Linked DNA regions of Mus musculus: region 1 is linked to region 2. Evidence: chromatin contacts called from public HiChIP or PLAC-seq data. All regions are on one chromosome and are shown on one strand. The core of a region is the stretch at or near the end of the contact, and the rest is flanking DNA. Distances in the headings are between cores, read along the strand shown. Region 1 has its middle 39 kb from the start of Ripor2. Region 2 holds the start of H1f1 (H1.1 linker histone, cluster member).

Region 1 (5,202 bases), core at 1,483-3,982, 840 kb after region 2:
TGTTGGCTTTGGAGAAGGACAAGGGGAAGGTGAAACCAACCCAGTTCACCTTTGTTGTTGTTGGTTTTATTTTTCAGTACTAAGGGGCTGTAGCTAGAGCTTTCATACAAGCCGGGCAGTCCCTATCACAGGCTATTTTCCCAGCCAGAACTCATCTTCCTCAGACTGAGCTGTTTCTTTAAATGCCACAGTGCCATATTTTGGCATTGCATGAACTGAAACACATCACAGTGGATTCTGTGAGGGCTCCCTTCTTGCCCTCAGCTGCCCTACTTCCTGGTGTATGCTTTAAAGATGGAGCTCTCTGGCATATCCTTGTACAAGGACACTAGTTGCATTAGATCAGGGACCCACCCCACCCCAGCCTTAGGACTTCGTTTACCTTTACTTTCATATTCCAGATATAGCCATAACTAGGGGACTAGAGCTTTCAGTATGACATGGGGAATGGGAAGATGAAGCAATCTAGTCAACCAATGAATGTGCCCAGCACTTCCTTCTATGGTACACCCACATCAACTCTATGACTACTACCGTTCACCTGGGTCATATGTCTTCTTAAAGCTTTCAGGGAGCAGACCTCATGCTCAATTTTTGTCCACTACAATGCTGGAATCCTGTCCAGACCTACTTATAAGGGGCAATTGTTTTTCTTTTTTAATCAATTTACTTATTTTATGTATATGAGTATACTGCAGCTATACAGATGGTTATGAGCCTTCATGTGGTTGTTGGGAATTGAATTTTGGGACCTCTACTTGCTCTGGTCAGTCCTGCTTAGCCCCGTTCACTCCAGTCGACTCTGACCGCTCAGGCCCAAAAATTTATTGATTATTATATATGAGTTCACTGTAGCTGTCTTCAGACACACCAGAAGAGGGTGTCAGATCTCATTACCGATGGTTGTGAACCACCATGTGGTTGCTGGGATTTGAACTCAGGATCTTCGGATGAGCAATCAGTGCTCTTACCCTTTGAGCCATCTTGCCAGCCATGTTTTTTGTTTGTTTATTTGGATTTTGGTTTTGGATTGTTGTTGTTGTTTTGGGTTTTTGGGTTTTTTTTTTTTTTTTTTTACAGGTCCTATCTTTATTCACTTCTTCCTAAAATAAGTAAGGTAACACTCACTTTAGGGAAGAGACAGAGAACCAACCACAAAATCAAATGACATTTGTTTCCAAAATGTAATTGCCACACTGCAGAATGTATCTCTCTTGCTGTCATGGTCCTGGATGTTCCACACTTAGCTGTTGCTTCTCACAGGACTGCTGGGGCTTCACTTAATGGTTAACAGAGTCTCAGTCTCAACTGTAACAAACAGAGTAAAGAGAAAGGAGCCGCACTGGCGACTACTAATGTCTTCTAGCATGGCTGATGCTCTCTTCCCTGTGCACCCTATGTGTGAGCTTCAGAGTGGTCAAGGATCAGGGACTGAAGGTACCTTTCAACAACAGATACATCTTGTTCTTGAGTTTCCATGGTAACTCTGCCCTGTACCTTCGAGATTTCCTTCTCTACATTTGTTTGCTGACTGCCAAAAAGGGGTCTGCGATGTTTACTCAAGTCGTTGGCTTTCTTCAAAAATGTGTCAGACATATCTTCAGTATTTTCAAGCTTGGTTTCATGATCTGCTATACCTGTCTGTAAAATCTTCATTTGCTGCTGTTATAAAACCGAGGTGTTCTTCTTGGCCCCTTGTGCTGCCCACCTCATCTAGACACTTCTGGTATAGGGACCCATACCTTTCACAGTACACAGACTCAAGCTCCTGCCTTGACTTCTGCTGAGCTTTCAGAATACCCTGGAGGCTTTCATTCAGGTTTCTGAAAGAGGCATTTACATCCTTTTCAAACTGCTTCCTCTTTTCCATAAGAAACTAAGTAGCATCACCTTAGAAATCCTGCATCCTCTTCTGAACAGGCTCGGGGCCTCTTGCACATCTGAATCTGAGCAATGACTGCCCATCTCACTGGTACCAACTACTGGATTGTCCGCAGGGTTGACTGCATCTCGGTTCTTGGAGTCTTCTGATGGAGGGTCTTATCTACCCTCGGGCACTTGGCACTTTACTTCATGGCCTTCTGTTCCTTGCTTGACATGGCTGGAACCTTCCTGGGTCAGACAGAACTCCATTCAGGGTGGGCACGGCTATTTGGGGCAATTGTAAAAATTAAAGAAATAGTGTGAGCTCTTTTGTTAAAATAACCATGATTGAAAATTAAATTCTACAAATGTAGAAATGAATAAATAAGATTTAAAACGATGCTACATAATGTCTGATACCCATCAGTCTCCACTTACTACACTGGAACCTAAAAACCAAGAGATGGATATTCCTGTTTCTCACACAAAAGTGCGCCTTCATTAGCATTAATATTGTATTGTAAAGTGCAATGGTAGAGACACCATCAAGTGGTGAGCTACTGTACACCCAGTACAGTAACCCTACCCAGATTTGTGTTCAGCAAGGCTAGGTTTCTTTGAAATTAATAGAGAAAGTATGCATGCTATAGACATTAGTACACACTGCAAATCAGGGCCCCTGGTCAGAACTCCTCTTTAGTCTCCATCAGCATGTCACTCTGAGTACTGTCATCAGAATCCAGGGCTGGGTGCCCAGTGAATGTTGAAAGGATGGTGGGGAGAAAAGAATAATGCAGGGTTGAAGAGGCTGAGAGCGACAACAGGAGGATGCTGGAAGGGTGGGGCATCACTCCTGCCCGCACCTTTCCGACCACACAGCCTGCAGCCTCAGCTGTGCTGTTTCCTCTGCGGTAGCTTTCTCATGTTGGCTCCTGCACATTGTGCAAAAGAGCACAATGTGGTCCAGCGACTGTGTGCTTCCTATTTCTGAACTCTGTTGCTTCATCGCATTTCAAAAGAGGTGTAAATTTTACAATCCGGTTCATTCCATTAGAGATAGCGATGTGGCAATGCTCACTGCAGAATCTGTATTTACCATACACAACTATTTACTACTAGATCCAGAGGAAGGTAGGCAGGGCGGGGTCGCTCTGTGGCAAGGTGGCCTTCACCACAAGTTCCGTTCCCATGTGCCCTCTTTCCAGTGCTGTGCAGAAAAGAGAACTAGATTGTGCCCTCCAAAATGGCTACTGTGCATAGAAGACCAGTGGAAATTATGCTCAGAAATTGCCAAAGCCAATGCTGGAAATAGCTACCACCAAAATATTGTATGAGTGCTTATGGGCAGTATTTCCTCAGAGCATTTGTAATGTATATATATGTTTGTCTATTAAGCATTTTACAGTTTTCAGGGCTAGGAATGTGGCTCGGTGGTAGAATACTCACCTACAATGCATAAAGCTCTAGTTTTTATCCCCATCATTGAAAAAAATGTATGTATGTATGTGTGTGTGTGTGTGTGTATATATATATATATACACATATATATACATATATACACATATATATATATACATATATACACACACATATATATACATATATATATACATACATATATATACATACATATATGTACATGTAGGCATATGTGTATATTAAACAGTTTTTGTTCTTGTTGTTTTCTTTTTATTTTTAAGGAGATTTTGTTATGTAGCCCAGGCTAGCCTAAAAACTCACTGTGTAGCCCAGGCTGTCCTTGAACACATGACAATCCTCCTGCTTCAGCCTTCTGAGTGTTGGGATTATAGACATGAGCCACTATAAGCAGCCAAAATAGATTTTGAAACAGGGTCTCACTGTGTAGCCCAGGACAGCCTCAAATTCAAGATTCACTTACCACAGTCTGCCAGCTGGTGGAATTGCAGGTTTGTGCTATCACACTTGGCTAGTTCCCTTTTGTTACATCAAAATGGGGGAATAACTAGGAAAATCAAAAATGAGGCTGAATCCCCAAACAACAGCAAAGGGTGGAAAGAAAATGGTAGAGAAAAGTGTATTATCACTACAAACATGTTTAGAATTCTTTAGTAAGCTGCTTTCAGTGGCACCCTTTCCTGGGAGAAATATCTTTGTCAATAAAATTGGAGGTTCCTAGTCCCATGTTTGGCAGACAAAATCATGTCAACTCATGCGCTGGATGACTGATTAGAAGAGAACATGTCTGTTCAGCCCTCTTGCACCAGGACTTGGGGTGGCACAATGTATGTCCTCTGTATCCTATATGCATGCTTTGATTCTTAGATAGATAGATAGATAGATAGATAGATAGATAGATAGATAGATAAAATACTTGTGAGACTGGAGAACTGTTCCCATGGTTAAACACTTGCCAGCAAATTCTGTGTGTGAGAATGGGAGTTCAGATCCCCAGAAACCCATGTAAATGCCATGTGGGTGTGGTGGCCTGACTGTGATTTCAGCCTCAGAAGGTAGAGACGGGAGAGTCCCAGAGGAACCTGGCTCCCAACAGTAGACGTATCCACAAGCTCTGGGTTTCCCTGCGAGCCTGGGTTTGACTGAAAGACCTTTCCCCAGTGAGTAAAGTGGAGGAGCCAACAAGGATGATTCCCTACACCACTCTCTGCTCTCCACATGCACACACACATACATCCGTACACATGGTACCTCCCCCATGCTAACACACATATACACATGTGCATGCATCACAAACATACACACACAAACACACACTGGAGAAAGAAATATACTTGAAATGCAAACTGCATCTGCACTGAACATGGGCAGTCGTTTCTTGTTACTTTTCCCCAAAGCAACATGGCATCCACATAGCATTTTCGTTACTCAGTGTTATAAGTGACTTAGGGATGGTTACACGGTAGAGAAGTTGGTGCTGGTTATATGTGATTAATATATAGAAGCCATGAGCACTCATGGGTTTTGGTTTCCCAGAGATCCAGGATCCAGTTACTATGGACACTGAGGATGACTAATCAGAAGTACATCTTTCCACTGGGACTCTCTGGGTCAAGCCCTGTAGTGATGGACCTTTCACACAAGGTTGGACAGTGTAATCAAGTTTCCTACATGTAAAGAATGTTACCAACCATCCTGACCTATGCTTTGGTAGCCACTGCTCTCTTAGATGTCATCCCTCCTTGACGTGACCCTCCTACGTATCTGGTGATCCTCAGAGAATGTCTGGGAACTGATGGCTTGTTCATCTGGAAAACGTCCAAAATATCTGTGAAGACTGACTGGCATCAGGCCTCCAGGGAGCGTCTCAAATAGTCTTTGTCTTATAGGCCTCACACTAGA
Region 2 (5,374 bases), core at 2,347-4,846:
TATTTTCCTATTTTCAGTCACAAAGTGAGCTCACATCCCCTTCACCTGTGCTCTCAAACTGTCACTGCTTCACCCCAAAATTGTAGCAGCTTTCCTCAATCTGCCTACACTGGCCAATCACATTAACAAAAATCAGACTACAGGAAGCTATTCCAAGAACACCCCTGCCTTTACCAACCTTGGCCACGGGGTGAAGCTGTAAAGGGGGTCATGAAATGGAAGCTACTATACTTACACGGCATTAGAGTTCTCAAATACAATGCCATTTATCTTAGTTGTGTAATCACCATGTTAAGACATGAATCCGCTGGGACTCTGCCTGTTCTGAGAAAGAGAAACAAAACAAAACAAAAAACAATTTTTGCCATTGCATTGTTGGCAAAAAGGCCACATCTCAGGGCAAATGGTTGAGAATTATGAGGAATGTTTAGTTCTGCCTTACATGGACTTTACTTGAACCCCGCCCGGACTTACAGACGTTTTTAATGTGGTTAGATGAGAACCATGCTTAACTGCTTTCCTATCCCTCACTCAGGCTTTCCTCAAGGAACAGAGTTTAGCTGCGCACACTTAATAAGGCAGTATTTCTTTTCCAAGAAAATGGTGCAAACTTGACCTTACAATTCTCCAAAGGCACTCAAGGTTTATTTACTCAATTTCTCTATATTCTGAGATGCCCAAGCTGTTAGGTGGTTCAGTATTACAGCGCTTTTTCAGGGAATGTGGGCGGCCCTGAGAAGGGCCTTTGGTTAGAAAATACAAATTAAAAAAGTCTTAGCCGCCGAATCCGTAGAGGGTGCGGCCCTGGCGCTTGAGCGCGTAGACCACGTCCATGGCGGTGACGGTCTTGCGCTTGGCGTGCTCCGTGTAGGTGACGGCGTCGCGGATCACGTTCTCCAGGAACACCTTCAGCACACCGCGGGTCTCCTCGTAGATGAGGCCGGAGATGCGCTTCACTCCCCCGCGCCGGGCCAGGCGGCGGATGGCGGGCTTGGTGATGCCCTGGATGTTATCGCGGAGAACCTTACGGTGGCGCTTAGCGCCGCCTTTGCCCAGGCCTTTTCCTCCCTTGCCGCGACCCGACATGTCTTAGGAAGAATGGAAAATGGAGTCAGAGCTGAGAGTCGGTCCTTTATATAGCTGCTTGGCCTTGATCTCCCACCCCCAACAGAATCACACAAACGAAAACCCGCCCGCCGGACGGTGACGTCATAAACCCCGCCAATAAGACCTGGCGGGAAAGAACCGAAAGCGCCCGGGCGGGAAAGTGACGTCACAAATCCCTCCCATCAACCATGCCCCGAAAGCGCGCCGGCGGGAAAATGACATCACAAACCCCGCCCCTCAGCCAAGACCCGAAAGCGCGCCGGCGGGAAAGCGACATCACTGATCCCTCCTCTCAGCCATGCCGGGAAAGACGCAAAAGCCCGCCGGCGGGAAAGTGACTTCACAAATTCCGCCCCTCAGTCACGACCAGAAAGCGCGCCGGCGGGAAAGTGATGTCACATATCTCGCCCATCAGCCCCGCCCCGAAAGCCGGACGGCGGGAAAAGTGACATCACAGACCCCTCTCTGGATCGGAGCCCTATAAGGACCGAAAGCCTGCGAGTAGGTCACGTCAGAGATCCGACCTGTACACTTTACGCATATTCCACGGGTAAAACCAGACAATCAGTTGACCTATTTTGTACTTGATATCAACTTTGGGCTGTTATAAACTCAAGTTTTGGGGAATATCCACCGTTATAGACACTAGGGAATATATAGGTTCGTTTAAGGATGGAGTAAATTACAGCCATTTTACTTGAAATCGTGTGTGGCTCTGAAAAGAGCCTTTGGTTAATTCCGTAGAACTGTACGGAACTGTACAATTACGCCCTCTCCCCGCGGATGCGGCGGGCCAGTTGGATGTCCTTGGGCATGATGGTGACACGCTTGGCGTGGATGGCGCACAGGTTGGTGTCCTCAAACAGACCCACAAGGTAGGCCTCACAGGCCTCCTGCAGAGCCATGACGGCCGAGCTCTGGAAGCGCAGGTCGGTCTTGAAGTCCTGCGCGATCTCGCGCACCAGGCGCTGGAACGGCAGCTTGCGGATCAGCAGCTCGGTCGACTTCTGGTAGCGCCGGATCTCGCGCAGCGCCACGGTGCCGGGACGGTAGCGGTGAGGCTTCTTCACGCCGCCGGTGGCCGGGGCGCTCTTGCGGGCGGCTTTGGTGGCTAGCTGCTTGCGCGGGGCCTTGCCGCCGGTGGACTTGCGAGCGGTCTGCTTAGTACGAGCCATAGCAAAAACTAGAAAGCAAGCTGGTGAGCACTTGGAGATGGTGAGTTCAGAACTACTATTTATAGTATGCAAAGGATAGTGATTGGATGAAAATACTGGTTATCTGTGACGTTTAAGACTCTGATTGGTTTATGTTTAAGAACTGCAGTTGAGGCTAAGGTAGTCTGCCGCGGTACTTATTTTTGTATGTGTGTGTTTTAAAGTAAATGGAATAAAATTCCAGTGACTGTTATCTTCTACAGCACATCTGCTTCCAAACACATTGCAGCTTGGACTTAGTGGCATTGAAGAATAGAGAACAATCTTGTTATCTTCATTATTGAAATGTAACAATGTGACTTCTACATTGAAGGAGAGTAGGCCAGATTCTACCTTTTGATTGGTTTACTGCCTTTCGTAAATAGCCACTAAAACAGCAGATTTAGAACTCTTCATTTGCGTGGAAAGTCTCCATTTTGTTGCAACCCACACTGTAAAGAAATGGAGAGAAACATGGGAGTAAAAGTACAGACGTCTGACTCGGGTTATTCTGAGCATTTCTTCATTAAATGGCTGTACTTGTATGGATGCTTTGAGTTCTTGCATTTGGAGCTTGAATTTTCAAAATACTTTCACGCATTTTTGGCCAGATATCACTGATACGTTCGAAAACAATTTTTTAACTATAAACTATAGAAATCGTCATACCATGTTAGGATTGCACTTTTAAATTCTTTAAAAAAAAAAATGGGCAAGACTTTCCCAGAGCTATTGTGTACTTGCATATCCTGGGAAAAGTCGTGTCCTGCCTTTTCTCTTTTTATTTGAGCCACTACTGGCTCACAATATGAAATCACTGTCGCAAGCTGACACTCCTTAAAAGAACACTAAGCCTCTTGCATAACTAAAATATAAAGTAACGATACATTGCTCCCATTACTGCCAAGAATCAATACTGAAACCCGCAGAGAAGGCCCACAAGCTGGCTTTCTGGGTTTTAATTGACTAATTTACAGCCACCTTTCACTAGTTGAGCTCCTTTTTGATAGGCATCTACCACTTTCTGATGATAAAACAGGAGAGTACAAGGAGAATCTGCTGTGGTTGAAATTCCACCTCAAGCAGCCAGCCGGAGAAGTTTTGAGGCCGCCTCCTCTACCTGCAAAAACACGAAGCTAGGTCGGTGGAATCGCAAAGGAGTTAGTTTCTGAAATCTTGCAGGCAGACAGGCGCACGGGAGGCGGGGCCTTAGGGTCCAGGGGGCGGGCGTTAGCATTCACCAATCACAGCACAGCACTGCTCTATAAATACTCCGTGCAGGGGCCTTGTCTTTCTACTTCTTTTCTTCGTCTTGGGTATAGCTGTTGTTTATTCATCAGCAACCATGTCGGAGACGGCGCCAGTCGCTCAGGCTGCTTCTACTGCCACGGAGAAACCTGCTGCTGCAAAGAAGACCAAGAAGCCGGCAAAAGCTGCCGCTCCTCGGAAGAAGCCCGCGGGACCTTCGGTGTCGGAGCTCATCGTGCAGGCAGTTTCTTCTTCCAAAGAGCGCAGTGGCGTGTCCTTGGCCGCGCTCAAGAAGTCGCTGGCTGCGGCGGGATACGATGTGGAGAAGAACAACAGCCGCATCAAACTGGGGCTGAAAAGCCTGGTGAATAAAGGCACACTGGTGCAGACCAAGGGCACCGGCGCTGCTGGCTCTTTTAAGCTGAACAAGAAGGCTGAGTCCAAGGCCATCACCACCAAGGTGTCAGTGAAGGCGAAAGCATCCGGGGCTGCTAAGAAACCTAAGAAGACTGCTGGGGCTGCAGCTAAGAAGACTGTCAAGACTCCGAAGAAGCCCAAGAAGCCTGCAGTTTCCAAGAAGACTTCCAAGAGCCCCAAGAAGCCGAAGGTGGTGAAGGCCAAGAAGGTAGCCAAAAGCCCTGCCAAGGCGAAGGCAGTGAAGCCTAAGGCTTCCAAGGCGAAAGTGACAAAGCCAAAGACCCCAGCTAAGCCCAAGAAGGCAGCGCCCAAGAAAAAGTGAACAGTTGGAGGCTTCTTCTATAAATAACCCAACGGCTCTTTTCAGAGCCACCAACATAACTCAAAGAGCCTGACACTTGTTTCACACTATAACAACTGCATTTGGGTACAAGCCTGGTGGGATTTAGGCATTATTAATTTCCCCCAGTAAACTGACAATTTGGGTCAGTCTAGTTTCTAGTTTTATTTCCCTGAGATTCTGGGAAAACAGCCTTGTTAGCCCTGGGAGGCGCTACCCTCTCCAGGTGTGGTGGATAAGCTCTCTATGGTATGGTAGTGCAATGGCCTGGGTGCCTCAACCAGATAAGGTCCTATTTTGCCAATGAGGATGAGAACTCAGGTGCTTGATCAGTAAGAGTGGGCTGCAGCAAGGGTTCACATGCAATAGAGTTTTTTTTGTTTTGTTTTTTTAGGGGGGGGGGGGGGGCCCGAGACCGGTTTCTCAGTGTAGCCCTGACTGTCCTTGAACTCACTCTAGACCAGGCTGGCCTTGAACTAAGAAATCCGCCTGCCTCTGCAGTGCTGGAATTAAAGGCGAACGCCACCACGCCCGGCTGCAATAGAGTTTTTTTAATTCAAGCCCACCAAGACTGTTCCTTACAGGAATGCTAGGTGCTTGGAGGCTTGGTTTTGTGAGGAAGTGGTTATCTCCCATGTACTGCAATGTTCACAGGCAGCTCTTGAAGCCTTTATTGATTTTTGCTAAGTAGCCACTTTTGTCCCTGCATTGATCCTCCTTCCTCCAAAGAGCTAGAGTTAACGCCCCACACCGTGATTTGCTGGGCTCCCTTATTCTGAGCTCAGTTTTTAAATTATTGGGGGTGGGGGGATTGTCTGGAAGTTGAGGGGCAACTTGAAATTGGTTCTCTTCCACTACTTGAGTCCAGGAGACTAGTTAAAGTCATCAGGCTTGGCGGCAAGTTCCTCTTACTCTGAGTGTCTTCTGGCCCTGAATTTAACTTTGTTGTCCTCTTTCAACAAAAAATTAGAAAACCAAGTGTCTGAGGCATTGGCCTGTTATCTCAAGTACACAGGAGGCCAAAGTAGTTTGGATCCTGAATTCAGGCTAGTCTGGGCTATAGAGTCAG

Evidence for each region. HiChIP or PLAC-seq counts read pairs in DNA pulled down with a chosen protein or histone mark.
Region 1: an H3K27ac HiChIP or PLAC-seq map of T-cell acute lymphoblastic leukemia shows a contact between it and region 2, with 6 times the contacts expected there. The contact joins the enhancer-like site here to the promoter of H1f1 in region 2. A contact is called at or near these places in 1 of 39 promoter capture datasets (cranial neural crest), 1 of 15 datasets of contacts at CTCF or cohesin (large pre-B cells), 2 of 484 Hi-C or Micro-C datasets (B cells and pre-B cells), 5 of 115 datasets of contacts at active chromatin or transcription factors (T-cell acute lymphoblastic leukemia, embryonic stem cells, forebrain and 2 more) and 1 of 9 other capture datasets (macrophages).

The regions. Positions count from the first base shown.
Region 1 is chr13:24,596,954-24,602,155 of GRCm38.p6, forward strand. It overlaps a transcript of Ripor2 not described here and the pseudogene Gm11346. Among named protein-coding and RNA genes, the nearest start is that of Ripor2, 39 kb to the right of the region's middle. Within about 2 kb of position 2,733, at least 96 of the 459 cell types and tissues checked have an H3K27ac peak or open chromatin away from gene starts, as enhancers often do. A contact at or near this core is called in B cells, T-cell acute lymphoblastic leukemia and pro-B cells, where this site is marked.
Region 2 is chr13:23,760,072-23,765,445 of GRCm38.p6, forward strand. H1f1 (H1.1 linker histone, cluster member) reads left to right here and starts at 3,597. Exons shown (of 1, transcript NM_030609.3): 1 at 3,597-4,341. The coding sequence starts at 3,646. The coding sequence ends at 4,287. H4c1 (H4 clustered histone 1) reads right to left here and starts at 1,178. Exons shown (of 1, transcript NM_178192.2): 1 at 724-1,178. The coding sequence starts at 1,086. The coding sequence ends at 775. H3c1 (H3 clustered histone 1) reads right to left here and starts at 2,315. Exons shown (of 1, transcript NM_013550.5): 1 at 1,814-2,315. The coding sequence starts at 2,282. The coding sequence ends at 1,872.